2 separate regions of the Sus scrofa genome follow, and region 1 is linked to region 2. The links are chromatin contacts, called in public Hi-C maps. All regions are on one chromosome and are shown on one strand. Each heading gives the region's core, a stretch centred on a gene start, on an enhancer-like site or on the middle of the called end of the contact. The rest is flanking DNA. Distances are from core to core; before and after follow the strand shown.

The links. Hi-C and Micro-C count contacts between places; a contact is called where the count stands out from the background.
Region 1: a Hi-C map of epiblast stem cells shows a contact between it and region 2, with 2.6 times the contacts expected there. The contact joins the promoter of SLC44A4 here to the promoter of VWA7 in region 2. A contact is called at or near these places in 1 of 5 promoter capture datasets (liver) and 4 of 47 Hi-C or Micro-C datasets (alveolar macrophages, embryonic fibroblasts, epiblast stem cells and 1 more).

Annotation. Positions count from the first base shown.
Region 1 is chr7:23,974,707-23,979,534 of Sscrofa11.1, reverse strand. It overlaps SLC44A4 (solute carrier family 44 member 4), which reads left to right and starts at 2,305. Exons shown (of 21, transcript NM_001101818.1): 1 at 2,305-2,355; 2 at 4,150-4,198. The coding sequence starts at 2,322. EHMT2 (euchromatic histone lysine methyltransferase 2) reads left to right here. Exons shown (of 29, transcript NM_001101823.1): 27 at 641-719; 28 at 845-1,020; 29 at 1,347-1,852. The coding sequence ends at 1,527.
Region 2 is chr7:23,883,727-23,888,561 of Sscrofa11.1, reverse strand. It overlaps VWA7 (von Willebrand factor A domain containing 7), which reads left to right and starts at 3,011. Exons shown (of 17, transcript NM_001195327.1): 1 at 3,011-3,373; 2 at 3,674-3,892; 3 at 3,895-3,954; 4 at 4,399-4,495. The coding sequence starts at 3,140. It overlaps VARS (valyl-tRNA synthetase), which reads left to right. Exons shown (of 33, transcript NM_001195378.1): 27 at 1-95; 28 at 469-624; 29 at 733-897; 30 at 900-938; 31 at 1,024-1,135; 32 at 1,243-1,568; 33 at 2,283-2,430. The coding sequence ends at 1,568.

The DNA.
Region 1 (4,828 bases), core at 1,056-3,555, 92 kb before region 2:
TCCCATGACACCGTCCTCACCTACTTGCCATCCATCCATCCTTCCTCTTCACTCTGCTTTCCACAGCTCCTCACCGCCCCCCAGGTCCTCACATTTCTGTGGACCCGTCCCTTCCAATAGCCCTCAGCCCGGAACCGCCCCTGCCTGCGGGGTGACTCCTAGTCTCCAAACCTCCAGTGTCTCCAGCTGAAGAGATTTCCTCACCCAGGCCGCCCCCAGACACTGATCCCTTTGCCGCAGCAGCCCTTCCCTCTAACACCCACTGCTGCTTCCCCAGCTCAGCCCTGGCCTCAGGCTGTCGTCCTGCCTGTTGTCCTGGCTGTCTGGTGGGGACCCCAGCTGGCAGGAGTGTGTCCTGTGTGTACCCTCACATGCCTGCGTCCCTTGTTCCTCCTCTTGATCCCCCGCCTGGATAGGGGCTTCCCACGCCTCCCCCCCCAGACAATGTGCCCTGTCCTCGGGACCCCATGTGCCTTGCCCACCCGAGCCCCAGCCGTGCTGATCTGTGAGATTCATGGACAGTGACTGGGGCAGCTGACAGGCAGCAGGAGAGGAGTTGTGGGGTTGTGAGGCGAGACAGCCCAGAGCCTGTTCCCAGGAACCCCCCCTCAACCCCGGCACCACCACCTCCTGCCCACAGGTATGTGGGAGAGCTGATCTCTGATGCCGAGGCTGACGTGAGAGAGGATGATTCTTATCTCTTCGACTTGGACAACAAGGTGGGCGGGAGACCCCTCCATCACCTCCTCTCGGCCAGCAGATGGAAACTGGAAGGGGCCTCGGGCTGTCGGTGGGCTCGAGGGGTGGTGGGTGGTGGATGTGCTGACTGCCGCCCTCCCCTCAGGATGGTGAAGTCTACTGCATCGATGCCCGTTACTACGGCAACATCAGCCGCTTCATCAACCACTTGTGTGACCCCAACATCATCCCCGTCCGGGTCTTCATGCTACACCAAGACCTGCGATTTCCGCGCATTGCCTTCTTCAGTTCACGAGACATCCGGACCGGGGAGGAGCTGGGGTGAGGCAGCCTGGGACGCGGCCATGGGTGTGGGAGGGGCAGCCGGCCCGGGACCAGAGCAGGAAGGCTGGAGAGTGCCTGCTCTCCAGGCACGGATTAGAGCAGAGCTTCTCTGAAACGGGCCATAAACAGAGTCCCAAGCCGCACAGGTTTTGAGTCAGTAGGTTTGGGATGAGGCCCAAGAGTCCTCATTCCTAACAAGCTCCTGGGCAGCGCTGGGGCTGTAGGTGCAGAGAGCATAGGAGGCCTCAGAGCCCCGCAGAAGATGGGGACAGATGCTTCGGAGTGGGTCTGGGTCCCACAGACCGCCTGTGCTCCCCTGACAGGTTTGACTATGGTGACCGCTTCTGGGACATCAAAAGCAAATATTTCACCTGCCAGTGTGGCTCTGAGAAGTGCAAGCACTCAGCGGAGGCCATCGCCCTGGAGCAGAGCCGCCTGGCCCGCCTGGACCCCCACCCCGAGCTGCTGCCCGAGCTCAGCTCCTTGCCCCCCGTCAACCCCTGAGAGTGGACCACACACACCCCTCCCTACCCCAGGACGGCCACCAACTCGGCAGCCACCTCTGCTACTTGCTGCCCACAGCCCACACCTGGGGGTGCCACAGTCTCCTGTCCCTGCACCCCTCCACACATTCCTCAGCCAGAGATCCCCGCCAGGCCCTGGAGGTCTGACAGCCCCTCTCTCCCAGAGCTGGTTCCTCCCTGGGAGAGTGACTTCAGGGCTGGCCACCCCCCTGTTCCCCATCCTTAGCTGAAGTTTGATGAATTGAAATTGGGGCCCTATGCTAACTGGTTTCCTTTGTTCTCAATAAATGTTGGGTTTGTAATAAGCCGAGGGGTTGCAGCCAGAGGGAACGTGGGTGCGAGGGGCAGGTGAGGATGGGAAGCAGGCCGGGCAGGTGTGCCTGGTGTGGCTGGTGCGGCTGGCCGCCCGGGGGAGGGGCAGGGGGTGACCGGGTGCAGGATCTCTGGTCAAGGCCAAATCTCATCTGGACACTTAATCTTTTGCGGGAGGGTGTGGGCGGGAGTGTACAACCAGTGAGGAAGTTGGCAAAATTGAGGAGGGTTTTCTTAGAGCGTGCGGGAGTCCTTCAGGTCGTGGTCCTTGAGGCCTGAGCAAGTAGCCTTGACCTGACCCCATCCCAGGCTCGCCTTCCAGCTCAGAGTCAAGTAGGAGGAACTAGAGTGTGTCAGGGACCACAGGCAGGGGTGGGGCTGTGACGTGCCAGAGGGAGGGCGGGGCAGGTGGCAGGTGAGCTGCCAGGTCTCCCAGGCTCCAATCACTCCGGAGACTGAGCCATGGGGGAAAAACAGGACCCAGACAAGGCCTACGGTGAGGCTGGGGCCAGGCTGGGATGGGGGCTCGGGCTCCAGTGAGGAAAGGGAGAGCTACACTGGGAATGGGGAGGGGGGCGCGGTGCTGGGGTCGCCCCAAGGAGTGGAGCTGAGGGGAGCCGTAGTCCCAGAGGGGAGGGACCAGGAAATGAGCTGATGGAAGAAGGTCCTGGGAGGAGGACGGGGTTCTGGGGCTGGGAGCCATGGCTGGGGAGCCTTCCCGGAGTGCATCTGGGGTCCCTGGGAGGAGGGGGTGCTATCAGCCCTGGACTCTGGTTCTCTGGAGGCAGGGCCCTGGGAAGCAGAGCCTGAACCGGAAGGAGGCAGGGACAGGGTCCTGAGGAGGGGAAAGGGCTCAGGCTGGGGGTGTCAGGTGCTGCAGAGCCTGGGAGGGGTGAGCTGGGGTCTAGGCAGCTGTCAGGAGAAGCAGCTGCGGTCCCCAAGAGGAGGAGGAGTTTCGGCCTGGACTCTGGGTCTCTGAGGGGACAGGGTGCTGGGGGTCCCTCTGAGGAGCTGGGGCTGCAGATCTTGGTGGAGAGGGGGCTGGGGGCCTGTCTCGAGGGTCTCTGTTAGGAGGGTGTACACAGAGGAATGGGGAGCAGCACCTGCTGAGGGTCCTCTGCAGGGTAAGGCCTCAGGAAAGGGAGCAGGGAGCCTGTCTCCAGAATCTGTGAGGAACAAGGCTGGGAGGCTGCCCAGGGGTCCCCAGGCCTGGGGTTGGGGGGCGGGAGTCTGAAGGGAGAGGACACTGGGACACCTGTGAGCATCGAAGGCTAGGGGGTTGCCTGCCGAGGCCCCCTGGGGTCTGGGGTTCTGAACTTCTCTCTGGAAAGAAGGGAACCCAAAGGAGGGGCCTCCCAGAAGCCTTCCTTGGTCCAAAGGGAATTAGGGGAGGGAGCAGTGAGGGCGCCTCGTAAGCTTCAGCTTCCCGGAGCGGCTTTGGGTCAATCATTGACATCATGTCCGAGAACCTTGGAGGGACAGAGTCCAGGGCACCAGGGACAATGGACCACACCCCATCCCAGCCCTCTGTCCTCCCTCCTCGATGCCCACAGGGGACCCTGGCTGCCTGGCCCCACCCCCTCTCTGTGTGTACTCAGGGAGGACCAGGAACAGGACGTGGCCCCAATCTCAACTGCCAGGCTCAGGTGTCACCGGGACTGCCCTCCCAGGGACTGACAGTAGCCTGGAGACCAGACCGAAGTCCTTTCGGGGTGGGGGTCTGCAGGGGCCCCTCCCCTCCCCGGGCCTTGGGGGAGTGGATGCCTTCGGTTCCAGTGTCTTTCCCCTTAGCTTGGGGCCGGGGGTAGAGGAAGGGGCTGGGGTCGATGCCGAAGGGGCTATGACCTCCCTGAAAAGCTCTGAATCTGCGCCCACAAGGATAGGGGTGTGAAAGCCACTGGGAAGGCTGAAGACAGCCCACACCCCAGCTGGAGGGAGACTCCGGAGCCAGGGTGGGGGAAGGAGATGAAGGCTATTTGCCTGGCGGCCTTGAGGTTCGAGCCATTAATGACCCATAAAGGCGGCCCTTTCCCCTCCCTCCAAGGCCGCCTGGCTGGAGTTCACAGTGAGCCGTGAGGCTGCTGACCAAGCTTTGATCCTAACGTTTCCTGTTCTCCTATTTCCCCTCCTCCCGGCCCTGCCCTAGTCCATCTCCCCCCAAACTCCTGAGGGCCAGGGAGGACCCCGGTGCATGGCAGATCCTGTGCGGGGAAAGGGTTGGAGGGACTGGAAATGGGGGAGAGACCCCTCTCGATGCCTCACTCTCCACACCTCTCCCCACGCCCTTCAGGGAAACCAGCCAAGTATGACCCCTCCTTCCGAGGCCCCATCAGGAACAGGTGAGTTCTGGACACCGTGCTCCACCGGTGGGGGGCAGAGGCGGAGGGGGGAAGTAAGTGTCCTGGTTTTGCTTCTATTTGCTGAATATTGGTTAGAAATTTGTGGGGGAAACGCTTTTACGCAGGAGAGTGGCGGCCCTGGGGAAATTGCCTTGTCTAGAGGGGGCGCAAAGGGGCTTCTGGGAACTGGTGATGTTCTTTCTGTGTCTTGACCTGGGAGCTGGCTACCCAGGCATATGCCCTTTGGGAAAATTTGTCCAGCCGAGCACTTACAAATTGTGCCCTTTCTGGTGTTAAATTTCAGAAGAAAGTTTACCCACCCAGAAAATTTTTTTCTTAAAAAATAAAATAACAGAGTTCCCGTTGCAGCTCAGAGGTAACAAACCCAACTAGGATCCATGAGGATGCAGGTTCAATCCCTGGCCTCACTAAGTGGGTTAAGGATCTGGTGTTGCCATGGCTGCAGCTCCAATTTGACCCCTAGTCTGGGAATTTCCATATGCCACAGGTGCGGCCCCATAAAAATATATATAAAATACAATGAAACCTACCTCTTCCTACTTTCCAGTGTTCCCCAACTCTCCAAACCTTGGGTCCTCCAGACCATGCTCCCCCCAGCATCCTCTCCAA
Region 2 (4,835 bases), core at 1,762-4,261:
TGGGGTACCGCCATTTCTGCAACAAGCTCTGGAACGCCACCAAGTTTGCCCTCCGTGGCCTTGGGAAGGGTTTCGTCCCCTCCGCCACCTCCGAGGTGAGGGCCTGGAGGGCGAGGAGGGCAGCGCCCACACGGGTTGCATCCCTGCCATCCCAGCGACAAGCACGGCCCATGCAGTGTCAGGATTGTAGCCACGAGTCCAGAAGCCCAGCCCCTGCCCCCAGGGCGCCTCTGTGAGCTGGGGGGACAGGTGGATACAGGGCCAGACTGCCATAGGGAGAGCCTCGGGCACAGGGGTCCTCCCACAAGGGGGGCCTGACCCTTCCCCCAGTCACCGGACACGTGCTGGTTGCTTTGGATCCCTCAGGCTCCTGGAGGGTGGATTTGCCCATGGTTCCCATGGGGCTCTGGCTCCCTCCCCCAGGGCAGATGATGGCCCCCCCCAGCTGATATGCTCCTTCTCCTCAAGCCTGGAGGCCGCGAGAGCCTGGCGGACCGCTGGATCCGCAGCCGGCTGACTGAGGCCGTGAGGCTCAGCAACCAGGGTTTCCAGGCCTACGACTTCCCGGCCGTCACCACTGCCCAGTACAGCTTCTGGCTCTACGAGCTCTGTGACGTCTACCTGGTGAGATGGGGCCCCGGGCCACCCTGTCCCCTCCCAGTCCTCATGGATTCACAGGGGCTGGAGGCTCGACCTTCCCCAGCCCTGAGCTCGCTGCCTCCCATCCCCTAGGAGTGCCTGAAGCCTGTGCTGAACGGGGTGGACCAGGTGGCGGCCGAGAGCGCCCGCCAGACCCTCTACACCTGCTTGGACGTCGGCCTGCGGCTGCTCTCACCTTTCATGCCCTTCGTGACCGAGGAGCTGTTTCAGAGGCTGCCCCGGCGGACGCCGCAGGCCCCCCTAGCCTCTGTGTCACCTCCTACCCGGAGCCTTCAGAGGTACGGGGTGTGGCCGGGAATGGGGCTCCGGGGGGCTCTGCAGAGCGGCCTCCCAGCCTCCCTGACCCCCTCCTGCACCCCACAGTGCTCCTGGAAGGACCCCGAGGCAGAGGCCGCCTTCGAGCTGGCCCTGAGCATCACTCGAGCTGTGCGCTCCCTCCGTGCCGACTACAACCTCACCCGGATCCGGCCCGACTGTGAGCTTCGGGCCCCCACGTCCTCCTGTCCCCACAGTGCACTCTGGGACCAGTATCAGGGCAGCTGGCTGTCTCCTGTCTGTTCACCTTTCTCCCTCCCCTGGCAGGTTTCCTGGAAGTGGCTGATGAGGCCACGGGTGCCCTGGCATCGGCAGTGTCAGGCTACGTGCAGACTCTGGCCAGCGCTGGTATAGTAGCTGTTCTGGCTCTGGGGGCTTCTGCACCCCAGGGCTGTGCTGTGGCCCTGGCCTCTGACCGCTGCTCCGTCCACCTGCAGCTGCAGGGGCTGGTAGACCCCGCCCGGGAGCTGGGCAAACTGCAGGCCAAGCGTGACGAGGCGCAGCGGCAGGCCCAGCGTCTGCAGGAGCGCCGTGCCGCCTCCAGCTACTCTGTCAAGGTGCCCCTCAAAGTCCAGGAGGCAGATGAAGCTAAGGTGTGTGGTTTGGGTGGGCGTTTCCTTCCCCATGTCCCTCCCCAGGGCTCCCGCTGCCTTCGGACCCCCCCCCCCAATTACACTGCGCGGGCAGGGGCACGTAGCAGGTTGATGGCGGAGGAGGCCTCGAACCCAGGGCCTAGAACATGGCTTCCACCTGCTGGGGGCTGGGCTCAGGACCGCCCAGGTAGAGTCAGGTCGCTCCACCGATCACCTGGAGCCCCTCCATGGAGGAAAACCACAGGTGCGAGAAGAGAATGTGGGTGGAGACGGAGAGTTACAGGGCCTGGGTGACTGAGTGGAGTTAATTTCACACTTAATTGTCCCAAGTGGCCCTCTCAGGCCAGGGGGCTGTAATACCGTTGCCCATTTCCAGCTGAAGGCTGAGGGCTAGCTTACAAGGTTGCCTTCCTAACTAGGTCCACCTCCCCAGTCAGGGTGTGGGGCTTGGCCACCGGGGGGCGCACATGAGCTCAGAGGCCCCTTTGTCCTTGGGAGCTGATCACTCTGGGAAAAGGCAGGACCCAGGACACCAGCGATGATAGAAGAGAAGGAGGTGCTGGTGGGGAGACTGGCCAGCCAAGCACACAGGTCCCCGAGCTGCTCCCTGCCCAACTCTGACCCCTCTCCAACTCTGACCCCTCTGCTCTCCCCACTTGGGGCTCTCCTCTCTTGGGCCTGGGCCCTCACCACCCACCACCCCTTTGTTCCACCCTCAGCTCCAGCAGACGGAAGCAGAGCTCAGGAAGGTGGAGGAGGCCATCGCCCTATTTCAGAAGATGCTGTGATAGACCCACCTCCAGCCCTCATGACCCCCAGTGGTCCACCGTGGGGATGGCAGCAATAAAATATTTTGCCACAAAACCATCTCTTGACTGTTTGTGTGGTGGGGCTGGGTTCCTGAATCCTCAGGTGCTGATGTGAACAGTAGGGTGGCAGGCTGGGCATGAGGCGTTGGGTCCTGGTGGGCAGAGAGGTGCGTCTGTCTGGGTCTGGCCCTGGCCCTGAGCCAGGCCTGAGTCATGCTGCTGGCTCCCTCCTCCTCCGGCTCGTCTCCACTCACCTCCGCTGCACTGCAGCCGGCGGAGGGAGGACCGCCCTGGTGCTTGCTGGCTGCTGCTTGTGGCCTCAAGTGGAGGGGCCAGGGCCTGCCTGTCCAGCCCCCACCGTGCCGGGGCCTCCCTCCCCTCCACGGAGTGTAGCCTAGGTTAATTATAACTCTGACCTAAGTGCCCTGTGACGCCACGCCCCAGCGGCCCTTCCCGGAGACCCAGCAACCAGGTAGGGGAGAGGCCTGGAGAGGAGGCTTCCTGCGCAAGGTGGGGTCAGGCTGGGGCGGGAAGGGGGGCCTGGGGGAGGAGCCTCAGCCCCCTCCCCTGCAGGTGTAAGTCCCTATTGGTCCGATGGGCCCTCAGGTTTTCCGAATGAGGGGAGAGGGCGGGGAGGCCAGCTGGAGCAGATAAAGGGCCAAAGCAGGTGCCCACAGAGGCCAACAGGAAGCCCTGCCCTGGAGACGCTGCTGCTTCCTCCTCCCTTAAGGGCCCTCTGCCCCCCAGGTCCATGTCTCAGCCATGCTCCCTGCCGATGCACCCCTGTCCCACCTGGGCCCCCCAGCGCTGCTGCTACTGCAGCTGCTGCTGCCCCCCACGACTGCCTTCTTCCCCAACATCTGGAGCCTCCTGGCTGCCCCCGGCTCCATCACCCACCAGGACCTGACCGAGGAGGCGGCCCTCAACGTCACCCTGCAGCTCTTCCTGGAGCAGCCGCCCCCAGGTCGGCCCCCCCTTCGTCTCGAGGACTTCCTGGTGAGCACCCTTGTGTCTGGTCGCATCCCAGCCGGGTTCCCCTGTTCCCAGGGACCTTGAGGCCCCTGCTTGCCATGAGGAGGGACCCCCCTCCCTTTCTCACCACAGCAACAGTGCCCAGGGTCCTGGTCCTAAAATCAGATGTCTCCCTCCTCAGAAAAGCCCAGCGTTGCCCTCCCTTGCAGGGCCAGCACTCTGGGTTCCTCCCACACCCAGCTTCGAGCCAGAGCTGAGGATATGTGGGCAATGGGCCAACCCAGGGGGCTTTCCTGGAACCCCTGTCCCCCGCTTCTCTCCCAGGGCCGCACCCTCCTTGCCGACGACCTCTTTGCTGCCTACTTTGGCCCTGGGTTTCCCTCCCGGCGCTTCCGGGCAGCCTTAGGCGAGGTGTCTCGTGCCAATGCCGCCCAGGACTTCCTGCCGACTTCCAGGAACGACCCCGACCTGCACTTTGACGCTGAGCGCCTGGGCCAGGGGCGCACACGCTTGGTGGGGGCTCTGCGGGAGACCGTGGTGGCAGCGGAGCCCTGGACCACACCCTGGCCCGCCAGCGCCTCGGGGCCGCTCTTCATGCCTTGCAGGTGAGCACAGAGGTGGGGCAGTGGTGGTGGTGGGGTGTCTGTGCTTCCAGCCTTCCCATCTCCCCAGCGGCGCCTGCTTAGTCGTGCCTCCCCTACTCTGGATGGGGTTGGGCAGGCTCGCCGTGCCCTGGGGCTGTTCCCAGGTCCCCACCTCCAAACCCAGGGCTTCCTGGGGGAAGAGCCAGGAGGCCTTTGCAGCTGGAGCCAAGTGAGAGTAGGAGAGAACAGTGCTGAGAGAGGTGGGCCTGCTCCGGTGAGATGGGGAGAAACACTCCCACTTGGTAAAGCTTCTCCAGGCCAGGGAGAGGGCTGTGGAGGGGCTTAGGGGTCTGAAGGAGCCAAGGGTGGGAGGAGGCTTTGGGCGGGGCTGGGGGAGTGAGGCGTCTTGCCTGGAGACTGTGAGGACAGTGAGCCGAAGTCGTCTTCTTCCTTCCCTGGGACTAGGATTTCTACAGTCACAGCAACTGGGTGGAACTGGGGATGCAGCAGCCACACCCTCACCTCCTCTGGCCGAGGCAGGAGCTCCGGAGCCTGGCACAAGGTACAGCCCTGACCCTGCTGGTCGGGGGGACTCTGCAGAGCTACCTCCTCTCAGCCCAGCCAGCCAGTGTCACATCCTGAGGTCGCATAGGATGTGACATCACTTCATCTTGGAACAACCTGTGAGGTCCCTCCGATCAGCCAAGGACCAGGTCTGCAGACCTCAGGGAGTTCTCTGGCTTTCACGCAGCTTCTTCCCCAGCTGGACCACATGGCACTTCCTCTGGTTCCCCTCATCCTTCAGACTGAACTAGGTCCTGGAAGCTGCCTCTTGTCTGTTACAAGTTCACTTCCAGTCCACAGCTCACAGAGGGCGCACTCCCCATAGGATGGGTCCCCAC